2 separate regions of the Sus scrofa genome follow, and region 1 is linked to region 2. The links are chromatin contacts, called in public promoter capture Hi-C maps. All regions are on one chromosome and are shown on one strand. Each heading gives the region's core, a stretch centred on a gene start, on an enhancer-like site or on the middle of the called end of the contact. The rest is flanking DNA. Distances are from core to core; before and after follow the strand shown.

Region 1 (7,274 bases), core at 1,153-3,652, 280 kb before region 2:
TTGATAACTCTTACTGATTACTTTCAGTATTTATCAAAGCTATTATGTCTATACATGAATTTTTATACTGATACTTTTTCACTTTATTGAAAACTATTTTGTGTTATACCGAAAGAAATTGTAGATAGGGAAAATAAAAATTCGTTTCACTACATTTACAAAAGGCTATTTGGTTTGGGGAAAGCCTGGTCCAATTAGTGTGACTGCCATGATTCTTGACAAACTAGGGAGTCTTAAGTCGGTTACTTGATTTCTCCACCAAAGACTGGACAACTTGCTTCCCAATTCTGTGCTGTCTGCACTAGTACAAACTACCTCGCCTAAAGCTATTCCTTAGTCCAGGAATTCTCAATGCAGCCTCACCAAAATGCCTCCAAAAAATTAAGAAAAGTCAATACCTAGGTGTAGTTTAGACATCCATTAATAAGTTTTCCGGAAATCTTTCCCCTTAGATTTTTTTAAAATGATGATATTGTTTTCTACTCCACAATGAGTCTTTTATATAAAAATCGCTTTAAAAATTACTTATCCGCACAATTGTTTAGCTTTCTCCCTTTCTCACCTTTCATAGAAACAGATGCTCCAGAAAGATGCATCCTTATTACCATTATTTTTAGAAAGTGAGGTTTAGATGATACTACCCCACTAAGCTCACAATGCCACCCACTAACTTGGAACTACACAAGTTGCAACTCTACAACTGTCACACCCTTGGTCGCCCACACGCGAACCCGCCCCAGTTTCCTTCTGTACCCCTGCCCCCATCCACATGAGCTTTGAACAATGCACGTCACAGAAGGCGATTCTTCCCGTTCAATTTTCCCAGCCCAGTCGTAGGCTCCGCGAAACCTCTCCTATAAACTCCCGCTGACTGGATTGTAAGCCCAGAAACCTAGATCCCGCACCCAGATCTGACCGCCGCAGAACCAAAAACAAACTCACCAGCAGACAAAGACGACGATGGCGAGCCAGAAAGCTTGCGCCTGCGCACTCCTTGGGCTGGGTAGCACTCCCAGAGGTCTCCTGGGCTTCAACAAGCCCCGGCTCACTACCCTGCGGAGTCCGATGATGTTGGTCGGTCGCCCACTTTGGTGACTGTGGACTACATTTCCCAGAAGTTTCAGTGATTCCAATCGTCTTTCGCGCTTTCTCAACTCCACCATAGCTTTGGCACTGTCTCCCTTGTCGGGGGACAAGTGTCTCTAGGCTGAGCCTCAGGACTTAGGTAAATAACATTCTACCTGTGTTAGGTCTACTTCTGGGAGAGGGCAGTGATATGCCTCGGGTTATATACAATAAGCTCACTTTAAGCACGCTGGGGTGATTCCCACTAGAAGCCACAGTGCCAGGGTATGCCAGGAGCGCCAAGCTCCAGGGCGCGTTTGAGGTTGGGGGCGAGCAGGGGTGAAGAATGGAGTGGTGGGCGGATCTCTTTGGCCGGGTTCACCCCCGGCGCCATCTTGTCCCTCGCGAGTGCGGCGCTCAACTACATTTCCCAGAGGGCGCCGCGGTCTCCGGCGGCGGCTCTGAGCGGAGCTCTTCGGCAGCCGGGCCTTAGTCTCGAGTGGTTGAGCCCGGCCGCTGATGCCCTGCGCGGGAGATTGGAGGTGAAACGTCTGTCTCGCGGAACCGGGATCAAGACTTGTTTTAAGTCTGTTCAGGCGGAATGGGCGGGTTTGGGGAGGGGAGTGTCGGTTATGAAGTTGTGTGTGACTCTGTGCTTCAGTGATGTGTCTTTTTTTTGTGACTGTGTGTGATACCGTGTTTATGTATGTGAGGAGTTTTACGTAGCGAGTCGCCGTGGTGTGATACTGTGTGTCCCTGTGGTAGGTGTGTGAATTTTTTCTAAATGACCATGTGTTCCTCTTTGTGTGCAGGCATAGGGAGTTTTGTGATTGTGCTTCTGTGACTGCGTCCCAACGGAAACTGTGTGGCACTGTGCGGAGGGAAGAATTTATGACTGAGGTTGTTACCTTTGTGTCTAGCGGTAGATATGTGACTGTGCAGCACTGGATGCGTAAATTTGAGGGTCGGCACTGTGTGTCACGTATAGTCATATGTGAGAAACGGGATGGCTCTTCCCCTTAGCAGTAAAGACCTTGAATATGATATTGAGGTTAAAGTGGAAGCCTAGATCTTCTCTGTTAGCCTTCCTCTTTTGGGGGCGGGAGGGCAAGGGAGTAAGGTGACTTTATCATTTGGACCCCAAGAAAGGTTCGGGAGTTCCCTTCGTGGCGCAACAGAAACGAATCCGACTAGGAACCATGAGGTTGCTGTTGATCCCTGGCCTCGCTCAGTGGGTTAAGGATCCGGCGTTGCGGTGAGCTGTGATGTGGGTCGTAGGCTGGCAGCTGTAGCTCCGATTGGACCCCTAGCCTAGAAACCTCCATATGCCGCGGGTGTGCCCTAAAAAAAAAAAAAAAAAGTTGTTCTTGCCCATCTCGGTCTATTAGCGGCTCATTGGGTCTGTCCCTTGTAGTGCGGAGCCAATAAACACACCACGTGCTTTCGATTAAAGCAGAAGCATGTATTACTTGTGACAAGTAAGGAGACAGGGAGATAGCTCTCAAAGCACTGTTTCTCCAGAGCTGGAGGGAGAAGTTTTAAACCCGGGGTGGGGGTGAGGGGCAATGCATAGTCTCGAAAAGGCAGGCATATTAAAGAGGCAAAGGTTACTCTAGGTTGCCAAAATCTGTAAGCAAACATGTGTTTTGGTTGTTTGTTCCCACTAATTTTTTGAAACATGTGGTGTTTGGAACTTTATGCAATTTAACGGTTTCTGCAAAACCAAGCACACTTTGGTTTAACCCCATTTTTTACTTACTGCTGTCTAGCTAACATAGTCCTCTTCCAAGAGAAATCTCAGAGGAGGAGAAAATATTAGTTGTGACATCTAAAAGTCTTTTTAAAGGTGACGATATTTTCGCTTTGTTTTTTTCAGGAAGTGATTTTTTTTTTCTTGGCAAACGCATAACAAAGACCCGTCATTAACCTGGAACCTAGTATTTCTCTTTGGAAACGTCTTCCTTGAACTTCCTAATTTTTAAAATTAATATGGCAAACAGTTTATCTTGTGTGCTATTTTGTTTTTACACGTGTACACATATGAAGATATATAGATACATATATATTTTTTATGTTTTCATTTAAGTGATGTTATTATAACTTCTCACATAATTGAGTTATTTGAGAATATTTTATTATTATTATTATTTTTTTGTCTTTTGTCTTTTTGTTGTTGTTGTTGTTGTTGCTATTTCTTGGGCCGCTCCCGCGGCATATGGAGGTTCCCAGGCTAGGGGTCCAGTCGGAGCTGTAGCCACCAGCCTACGCCAGAGCCACAGCAACGCGGGATCCGAGCCGCGTCTGCAACCTACACCACAGCTCACGGCAACGCCGGGTCGTTAACCCACTGAGCAAGGGCAGGGGCCGAACCCGCAACCTCATGGTTCCTAGTCGGATTCGTTAACCACTGTGCCACGACGGGAACTCCTATTTGAGAATATTTTTAACATTAGTGTTGTTTTATTGTATGTGTGACTAACGCAGTATCCAGTCTGTATTGCTACAAACATCCTGATTTTGGAGTTCCTGTTGTGGTTCCATGAGGACGCAGGTTCTATCCCTGGCCTCAGTCAGTGAGTTAAGGATTCAGTGCTGCCTTGAGCTGTGGTGTAGTTCACAGAGGCGGCTTCAATCTGGTATTGCTGTGGCTGTGGTGTAGGCCGACAGCTATAGCTCTGATTTGACCCCTAGCCTGGTAACCTCTATATGCCGCGGGTGCAGCCCTAAAAAGACCAAAAAAAAAAAAAAATCCTGATTTTGTTTGAAGGGGCACTGTGCCCAGCTTAAAGAGAAACGAATAGGAAAAAACAAACAAACAAAAAAACCCCTCCACGTTTTATCTTATCTTATAGATGTAAACAAAAGCTGTTAGATTGGGTTTCTTAAACAGTTCTTTAAAGAGGGGTGTGGGACAGGCTCAGTGGGCATGTATGCTTTTGACTTCCTTTCTCTTCCTTCCTGTGGATATTGTGTTGCATATGGAGCAACCATCTTATAAATGTATTTATGAGGAAAAGAAGAGAATTTACAGTATTATATTAAATGAAAATAGAGGACTTTAAATGGTATATATTGTATATGTTATTTAGTAACCAAAAAAAAAAAAATGTACTCATAGATGCATGAGTCTTGTAGCATGTAATTGTCTTCATCATGATGTTGATTGAGATAAAAATGCACAGTGTGAGAGCTGTGAGTTTCAGTTTTATTTGGGGACTTAACTGGGGACTGTAGCCCAGAAGACAACCTCCAAGATAGCTCTGAGAAACTGCTCTGAAGAGATGAAGGGGTATGTGCAATTAAGGATATATCTCGGTAGAAGGTTACTGCTAGTTACAAGGAACAGATATCTCAATTAATGATTTTAGTGCTTTTCTAAGTATGGGAAGATGCAAGAATCCAAGTTCATTAAAAAATTCACCTGAAATAGTCCTAATTATCTAAAGGTCCATTTTTACAGAGCACAGAGTGACTCATTCTGAATTCCTTTCAGGGTGTATTGTACATCAGTGACTTTAGTGGCTAATGACTTGATTCTTGTAGAACTGAATGGTGGGCAACATTCTTTGTTTTACATTTACCCCCTTTTGTTCATAAATTCAAGGTTTGGGAGACATTTTGTGACCAATTTGTCCCGCCCTGCTAGTGTTACCGGAATTTTGCCTGTCTGCCAGTGCCGAATTGAAACGCAGAGACAGTTTTGGGTAAAGGAGAAAAAAAAAATAGCTTTATTGCTTTGCCAGGCAAAGGAGGGCCACAGCAGGTTAATGCCTTAAAGACTGTGCCCCCCTCTTGGGAAGGATTGCAAGAAGTTTTATAGCTAAAAGGAGAAAAACAGGTTTCTGGATAAGAATCAGGGTTGGAGGTAAATATACATTCTTTCTTTAGGGGTGGAATCTGTAGTCATCGAGGTTGGTGTCATGAGATCTCAGCATGACCCTGGTGATCTGGGTTATCGTGTCTGGATTGTCCCTAGAAATAAAAATTCTTGCAAGAAGGGCATATTGGTTAGTGATTAGGGCAATTTAGGAAGGGCCTCAAAAGAAACATCACGTGGCTTATAGTTGGTGACTCACAGGCAGTTGTGCTCAGGGTGCCTAATCCATCATTTACGGGTGATTGTGTTTGGAGTACAGTTAAGACTCTAAGCTGTTCAATTGTGAAGTATACATTTCAAAAAGAAGTGAAGGAATATAGCTTTTCTCTTAGATGTATAAGGTGCCTATATTGTGTATTCCTTGAGAGGGAACCAGGATCCTACCCCAAGGCTGTTACTATTGTTCCTTGACTGTTGCTGCTTCCCTGATCAGCAGCAACTGTCTGAACCTGTCCCTAGGAACTTGGGGAAGGTCATGGTGGATGAACGCGGCCCATTTCCTAAGAATGGGGGACACAGAAAGGCTCTTGCGCCCAGGAGCCCCACAGGGCTATGTACAGTATCACTAGGAAGGCTCATTTCTAGGTCAAGTGAGAATTATGTTGATAAGCCACTCAGTGTGCTATTACTAAACTAGGCACTGTTAATGGTAGTCATAAAAGTCTCTGGGGCATCTGTCTTACTAGTCTGTTATGGTTTAGAAAATGATTCCCCCTTGCTGCTTTTTTTTTTCATATCTAGAACTACATTATTACAGTTATTTTGATCATGTATATATATATACATGTGTAGAACTGTATTTTTGGTTAATTGTTTCAGGTTGCTTAGTCATCATTTTTATCAGAGGCTTAGTCACACATTTGGTAATGCAGAAATAGTATTGTAAAATAGCCAAAGTAATCTAGCTAGTAGTATTAATAAGGTCATAACTAAGAATTTAAACCAACTACTTCCTTTAGGTGTGACCCAGTATATCGCTTGTTATCGGGACCCAGTCTATTCCTTATCAGTAGTTATCTTTAATGATATATAAACATTCATAAGGCACTCAGCCCTATTTGCTAGTGTTAAGGCTGATTATCTTTTTTTTCTTTTTGGCTGCCCCTAGGCATATGGATTTCCCAGGCTAGGGATCAGATCTGAGCCACAGTTGGGACCTGTGCTGAACCTGTGGCAACACCAGATCCTTTAACCCACTACACTGGGTTGGGGACCAAACCTGCACCCTGGTGCTGCAGAGACACTGTGGATCCCGTTGTGCCATAGTGGGAACTCCAGGCTGATTATCTTTAGTATGGTTTGGTTGTCCCCAGCAAACAAATTGTTCCGTTAAATGACCATAGCTTGATGTTAGCCATATAAATCTATCCCGTAATTGAGGGAGGCTCCCTCCTAATAATTGAGAGTTTCTATTTTTTCACCGATATTTAGCTTATTGCTCGGATTGAACTTGAATAACTTTAAAAGAAAACTCATATTTATGGCCAGGGTCAGAGCAAATATGATTGATTTTGCCTTTTTCTGGGGCCGCTCCCGCGGCATATGGAAGTTCTCAGTCTAGGAGTTGAATCGGAGCTGTAGCCTCGGGCCTACACCAGAGCCACAGCAACGTGGGATCCAAGCTGAGTCTGCAATCTACACCACAGCTCACGGCAACGCTGGATCCTTAACCCACTGAGCAAGGCCAGGGATTGAACCCGAAACCTCATGGTTCCTAGTCGGATTCGTTAACCACTGCGCCACGACAGGACCCCAAACAGAACTATTTTTATAACAAATTTCCTTAGGGCTATCCAGTCAGAGACTTGGAGTCGAGAAATCCACCAGAAGTACTGGATGTAGCTAACTGACCATACCTAATTAATTAGATCAATTATTATTATTATTATTTTGACTTTTAGGGCTTTACCCACAGCAAACGGAGGTTCCCAGGCTAGAGGTCAAATTGGAGCTACAGCTGCTGGCCTACACCACAGCCACAGCAACGTGAGATCCTAGCTGCACCTGCGACCTACACCATAGCTCACGGCAATCCTTAACCCACTGAGCAAGGCCAGGGATTGAACCTGCAACCTCATGGTTCCCGGTCGGATTTGTTTCTGTTATGTCACGATGGGAACTCCTAGATTAATTTTTACACTGTACGTAGGATTGTGCCCATCATAGAAAACATTTGATTCATATGCAAAAAAGTCCAAGAGATCAAGAGAACACTATAGGATTATATAGTTAGGTCTGGCATCTTGGAATAGCTATTTCTGCTGTTGTCTTATTGTCTTGGAATGAGTGTCATTTCTTTGTTTGAGCTTCTCTTGTTTTTAGGTGAGTTTGA
Region 2 (6,893 bases), core at 34-2,533:
ATAATAGTATCTCCCTTTCTTCACAAAACCCATACAACCTGAGAACACTTCCACGCATTTAGGAGTTAGTACACCTAACTAGTTCGGATTCATGGATAAACACTGCAGCAAGTTTGTTTGTTTTTTTTTTTCCCCAAAGAACGAGGATAACTGTGTTTATCCTAGAACCCCAGACCCTTGACTTCCTAGTACTCTGCTTTCTGCGATATGTTGACACTACTTCTCAAAAGGTAACGCTGATATCTACTCTACCTAGGCTTAACAGCAGCCCTATTAAAGTTCCTCAAAGATCAGAATATTTGAGACCGTTTGAAACAGGGTCCCCATAACAAAAAGTTCCTTTGAAATATTTCTGCTTGTTTAAAAAAAAAAGCAATAAGTCACGATGATTTGCATTGTACCTAATTAATAAGAAATGTATTTTATAGAAAAGCATATTTTAAAATTAATTACCACTTGGTGCTTAACCCCCTTCCAATCTGCAAGTAAATTAGGTATTCCAGGAAGATGGCACCGTTATTATCAGCACTTTCGACAAGAGAAGTGCCGCTCGGACGTTATCTCAATGCCGGTCTCCCTCTTAGACGCAAGCCATACATACCCTGAGCCCAGTTTCTTCCTCAATGTTCTCAAACATTTAGTCTAACTTGCGGTCAAACTCAGGGTCACGCACACTCGAACCCTCCTCAGAGGCCCCCACCCCCACCCCACACGTAGACTAGAAGCTCTAAAACCCACTCCCCTTCCTCGCGCCGCACCCCAATAGATCTGGAATCCTTCCCCTCAACCTCCCCGACCCTATCGGCCCAAGACGTCCACATCCCACCTCCTATTTTCGCGCCACGTGGACCCAGGGGCCGGACTGACCCGCGGACAAAGACCAAAATGTCCACTCGGTATGCTGCGCCTGCGCACTCAGAGGGCGAGTGAGCACTCCCAGAAACCCCCGCGACGCAGCCCGCACGGTCACCGCGGCCAAGCCCAAGCTGGTGTCTGGTTACCTTCTATCAAAGCAATGCCGCTTTTCCGGCCTTGAACTACATTTCCCTTAATGCTTTGCGGGTCGACACCCAGTATCTCCTTCTGCCTTTCCTATACGAATGTTGCGGCCACGTCCTTTGATTATGAGGCTCTCAGGTCAAGTAGTCCTACCTTGGGGGGATATCAGCTCAAGCCTGGTGGACGTTTGGAGCTGGAACCCTCCTCTTTGAAGCAGTGTCATATAGGCCGAGCTCTGACTTTCTGGTTTGAGGACGCCATCATGTCTCTGGCTGGTCTGGTCCTGGACTACGTTTCCCAGAGTCCACAGCGGCCCAGCGTTACGTGTCTCTTGACGTCGTGGCGAGATCGTTTGCTCCGCCGGGACCCGGACGCGACCAAGGGGAGGCAGAAGGTGAGGGGTCTGGGAGTCTGGGGCGGGGACGGGGCGTGTCCAGAGCCTTGGGTTTGTGCGCGCTGGCGGGAACGGGCTGAGGATGCGCTATTTTGAATGTGTCTTTGTGTGTCATGGTGGTGAGTAGATTGTGTAACTGCGTTAGTGGTGTGATTGTGCCTGTGTATACGGGTGTGGAGGTGTCTATGATTGTGTAGTTGTGTCCTGTGTGTGTTAAGAGTGGATGTGTGGTTGTGTCCGTGTGACACTATTTTGTGCAGCACCAATTTTGTGGGTGTGAGGTCCCTGTGACTCTAGTGCTCTGACAAATTATAGCCCTGAACAGCGAGCATCTGTAACACCGAGATTGGGCATCTTCTGTGCCCTCCCTCCTCCTGTGTAGGACGGGTGGGCGATGACCCATTAAAACTGCCCTGGCTCCTCATGATTGCTTTTTCTTGACTCTTCTCTAAGACATACATTGAAAGGAGAAGGAAAGAACTATTGTTGAACATCCAGAAGCCAAGCTGTCCGTGCATCAAGTTTTCTTCTTCCCCTGAAACCCTTCTTTCTCTACGTGTGTTAAAAAAGCAAAACAAAAAATTCAGCCAAATAAACGTGAAAATTAATTGTCCTTATTTAACAGTTCATGAATCGGGCAGGATCCTATCTAGCAAACGGAGAGATACTCCAAGGAGATGTACAAAATCGAAAGTTTTCATAGGCAGTAGGAAAGTGGGGCAAGGAAGTTACTAGCAAAAGAAAAGAAAGCATTGTTTTAGGCCCGGTCACCTTTTAGGGGAGGGGAACGGCTAGGGTTTTATCATGCAAATTATCTCTCTGGTGCTAACCAGGAAATTCCAGATTGATTGTTTAAAGATTTAACACATTCTTGAGAAAGCCTGAAACTAGAAATAAGTCTTGGTTTGTTATTGTGGGGACAAATGACACCATTTGGGGCTTGTTATTTCCTTTCAACACGTGCTTTTCTTTCCTCCTTCTGAAACTTCTTACTTAACACAGATAAGACACCACCACCCTGCCCCGGGAGAAACTAGTGTCTGGTATTTGCCTTTGAGTAAATTTCTGAGTGCCATGAAGGTGAACTGAAGGACCCACACCCTCTTTGCTCCCTGCACACCTAATGTTCATCTACAATTTTTTAAACATTTGAATTGGCTTTAGATTTAAAACTGCTACAAAAAAAGATTTCTCCAAATACTCTTAACCCAGTTTCTCTATAGGTTACCATTTTACATAATCACAGTACATGGTCAAAATTAGATTAACACTCATATATTATTAATCACTAATCTACAAACCTTATTCAAATTTCATCGGTGTCTTTAGGGTCCTTTCTGGATAAGGATCCAATCCAGGATCATATATTGCCATTGATAATTCTCCTTAGTCTTCTTTAAACTGGCATAGTCACTTAAGTCTTTCCTTGTCTTCCATGACCTTGAGAACTGGCCATTTTGTAAATTCTGCAATGTAGTCTTCCTCAATTCGAGGTTGTCTGATACTCCATAATTAAATTCAGGTTATGCAGTTGAAGCAAGACCACCCCAAGAGGAATGTATTCTTCTCAATGCATCTCATTGAGAGTCCCATGAGATCAATTTGTCTCATTGTTAGCGGTGTTAACTTTAATTTGCCAGGTTTCTCCACTGCAAAATCATTCTTTTCCCTTTATAGTTAATGTATCTCATGGAGAAAGACTTTGCCTATAAATATGCTGTTTATCAATCTTTCACCAACTGCATCCATTGCTAATTCTATTTCTTTTTCTTTTTTTTTTTTGTCTTTTGTCTTTTTAGGGCCACACCAGCAGCTTATGGAGGTTCCCGGGCTAGGGGTCTAATTGGAGCTGTAGCTACGGGCCTACAGCACAGCCACAGCAACGCCAGATCCAAGCCACATCTTCGACCTACACCACAGCTCCTGGCAACACCAGATCCTTAACCCATGAGTGAGGCCAGGGATCGAACCTGTGTCCACATGGATGCTAAGTCGAGTTCGTTAACCTCTGAGCCACAACGGGAACTCTGCATTGCTAATTCTTACCTGAGAATTTATTACCAAGTATCTGCCAGATGGTGATTTTTTTTTTTTTTTTTTGGCTTCCATTATTCCTTCTACATTTATTAATTAGAATCCTGTTAGAAATAGATTTTCCAGAGTTCCCGTCATGGCTCAGTGGTTAACAAATCCAACTAGGAACTATGAGGTTGCAGGTTCAATCCCTGGCCTTGCTCAGTGGATTAAGGAGCCAGAGTTGCCGTGAGCTGTGGTGTAGGTCACTGACGCGGCTCAGATCCCGAGTTGCTGTGGCTGTGGTGTAGGCCGGCAGCTACAGCTCCAATTAGACCCCTAGCCTGGGAACCTCCATATGCCTCAGGTGCAGCCTAGAAAAGACAGAAAAAAAGAAATAGATTTTCCTTCTCCCCATTTAATTTTTTCACTAACTTACAAAAGTATAGTCTGAATTTTACTTTTTAAATTTTTGGGGGATTGTGCCCACGGCCTGTGTAAGTTCCTGGGCCAGGGATTGAACCCTTGCCACAGCAGCGACCTGAACCAGTGCAGCAACAATGCAAAATCCTTAACCTACTGCACCACAAGGGAACTCCTGGGAGGGGGTTAATATATATTACAGGTTATAATCCATTACTGTCACTACTTTATTACTGAAATTGTCCCAAATTTGGCCACTGGGAACCTCTTTGGATTGGCTCCTATGTCCTTCCAACAAATCCCCTTTGTTTTATTTTTTTTTTTAGTACTTCTTTATTTTCCTGCACCATAAGATGTTCCAGGTTGATATTGTACTTTCCCAGGCCCAGTCCTGTAATGAGAAGTTTCCTAGGGATCACTGGCTCCTTTTATTAGAAAATTATATTTAGAAACCAAGATTAGATGTGCTTATTGCTACTGGGATTGTTATTACTTCTTGACTTTTTCAGGGTTTTCTATATATAAGATTATGTCATCTGAACAGAGATACATTTTATCTCATTCTTTCCAATTTGAATGCTTTTTACTTCTTTTTCTTGCCTAATACTTCCAGTATTAGGCTGATAGGCATATTTTCACACATATCCTTTAAGGCTATTTTTACACCTTTTTTGTATGTGTGAATTAGCCATCTCTTTTTCTTACTTACTTTTACTGTTTTTTTGTTTGTTTGTTTGTTTTTCCGGCTTTTTTGATACTTTGTCACAGTGGTTAAGAATTCTTTTCATATTCGGATACTAGTTCATCATCTGTAATGTTCATTGCAAGTTATCATCTCCTGGTTTGACAGTTGTCTTTTGACTTCATTTATGGTGGGTTTTTTTGTTTGTTTGGTCTTTTTAGGGCCATAGCTGCAACATATGGAGGTTCCCAGGCTAGGAGTTGAATGGGAGATACAGCCTACACCACAGCCACAGAATCTCAGGATCCGAGCTGAATCTGGGACTACTCCATGGCTCATGACAATGCTGGATCCTTAAGCCACTGAGCAAGACCAGGGATCAAACCCATATCCTTGTGGATACCAGTCGAGTTTGTTACTGCTGAGCCACAACAGGAACTCCCCGTTTGTGGTATTTTTTTGCCATTGAATATTTTTATGTAGTAGATTACCAATATTTTCCTTTACAGCTTCTGGATTTTGAAAGCTTTTCTCGGCCTAAGGATTAAAGGGGAATTTACCTGTGTTATCTTCTAATAACCGTATGATTTTTGTTTTGTTTTGTTTTTTAAGAGCCACACCCAAAGCATATGGAGGTTCCCAGGCTGGGAGTCAAACCGGAGCTACAGCTACCAGCCTACACCACAGCTCACAGCAACGCTGGATCTTTAACCCACTGAGTGAGGCCCGGGACTGAACCCACATCTTCATGGATCGCATTTGGGTTCGCTAACCACTGAGCCATGATGGGAACTCCTAATAACCTATGGTTTTTAAGAAATAAAATATTGCCTGCCATATCAGTAAACAAAAAGTGTCACAGTCACCAACAATTGCAGCCACCTCCAAGGATAAGCCAGTGAGCCCTGAAGGAACTCAGGATGGAAACCTAGAATAGCTGCTATCTAGCAGCCCTCAGACTACAGCCATTCCCAAAGGATGAGCCCTAAGGAAACTCAGGATGTGGAAACCCAGGATATTGGCCCCAGATAGCAGAGATGCATATCAAATGAATGATTTGGGTGAGCCCAGACCTTTGCATCCTCTGAGCAGATTTCTCAGGGTTACTTGAGATGCTGCCTCCCAGGCTTAAGTCCTCATTTTGCCCCAAATAAAACTTAACTCTCAACTTTTACGTTGTGCCTATATTTTTTTTTTTAGTCAACAATTTAATTTTTTACATTTAGCACCCTGAGCCATTTGGAATGTAATTTTGTGTATGGAATGGGGTTATGGATTTAATTTTATATTTTCAAAATGGCTATCCAGTTTTTCCAGAACCATTTACGAAAAATTTTAATCTCTGGGAGTTCCTGTCTGGCTTAGCAGAAACAAGTCCAACTAGTATCTCTGAGGATGCAGGTTCAATCCCTGGCCTCGCTCAGTAGGTCAGGGATTCAGTGTTGCCGTGAGCTGTGGGGCAGGTCACACACGCGCGGCTTGCCTCATGGCTATGGCTGTGGCATAGGCTGGCAGTTGTAGCTCCGATTAGACCCCTAGTCTAGGAACTTACATATGCTGCAGATGTGGCCCTAAAAAGAAAAAAAAAAAATTTGTGCCAGTGATTTGAAATGCTATCATATACTAAATTTCCGTACATGCTTGGTTCTGCTTCTAGGGCTTCTGTTTTCTTCCAGTTTGTCTCTTTATGCATTACTACCACACTTTTCATTATAGAGGCTTACGGTACATTTTAACGTCTATTACAGCTAGTTTCCTGATACTCATTTTTTACTGTCAAATTGTTCAGTTTCTCCTTTACACTAGTTCTGCACCAAAGCGTTCTGTTTACATAAGCTCTACATCTTTTGGAGGGTTGCGATTTGCTGATTCATAACCCGGCTCATGTGACACTCATTGATATCTCTGATTTTCATGATGTATAGGTTGATGAACAAGGTCTTTTGCTGTTTCTGGCTTTTAAGAGTAAGAATGTGATTGGGGGAGTTCCCGTCGTGGCGTAGTGGTTAACGAATCCAACTAGGAACCATGAGGTTGCGGGTTTGGTCCCTGCCCTTGCTCAGTGGGTTAACGATCCGGCGTTGCCGTGAGCTGTGGTGTAGGTTGCAGACGCGGCTCGGATCCAGCGTTGCTGTGGCCCTGGTGTAGGCCAGCGGCTTCAGCTCCTATTAGACCCCTAGCCTGGGAACTTCCATATGCCGCGGGAGCGGCCCAAGAAAAGACAAAAAAAAAAAAAAAAAAGAATGTGATTGGGACCTATTTCAGGGGTCTAGAATCACAAATCTGGGTGGGATAAGAGTTTGTTTAGTGACCAGATCTGATTTGATATAGGGCATTTTGGGTAGGGCGTCTTAAATTTGTTTCAGGCCAAGTCCCTGTTCT

Evidence for each region. Promoter capture Hi-C pulls out the DNA fragments that hold promoters and counts their contacts.
Region 1: a contact with region 2 is called in a promoter capture Hi-C map of liver, with 3 times the contacts expected there. The contact joins the promoter of ZNF260 here to the promoter of ZNF565 in region 2. A contact is called at or near these places in 1 of 5 promoter capture datasets (liver), 1 of 47 Hi-C or Micro-C datasets (heart right ventricle) and 1 of 2 datasets of contacts at active chromatin or transcription factors (alveolar macrophages).

Annotation. Positions count from the first base shown.
Region 1 is chr6:45,853,202-45,860,475 of Sscrofa11.1, reverse strand. It overlaps ZNF260 (zinc finger protein 260), which reads right to left and starts at 2,402. Exons shown (of 5, transcript XR_002345315.1): 1 at 943-2,402.
Region 2 is chr6:45,571,356-45,578,248 of Sscrofa11.1, reverse strand. It overlaps ZNF565 (zinc finger protein 565), which reads left to right and starts at 1,283. Exons shown (of 6, transcript XM_021097171.1): 1 at 1,283-1,393. It overlaps ZNF146 (zinc finger protein OZF), which reads right to left. Exons shown (of 7, transcript XR_002345320.1): 5 at 1,153-1,945.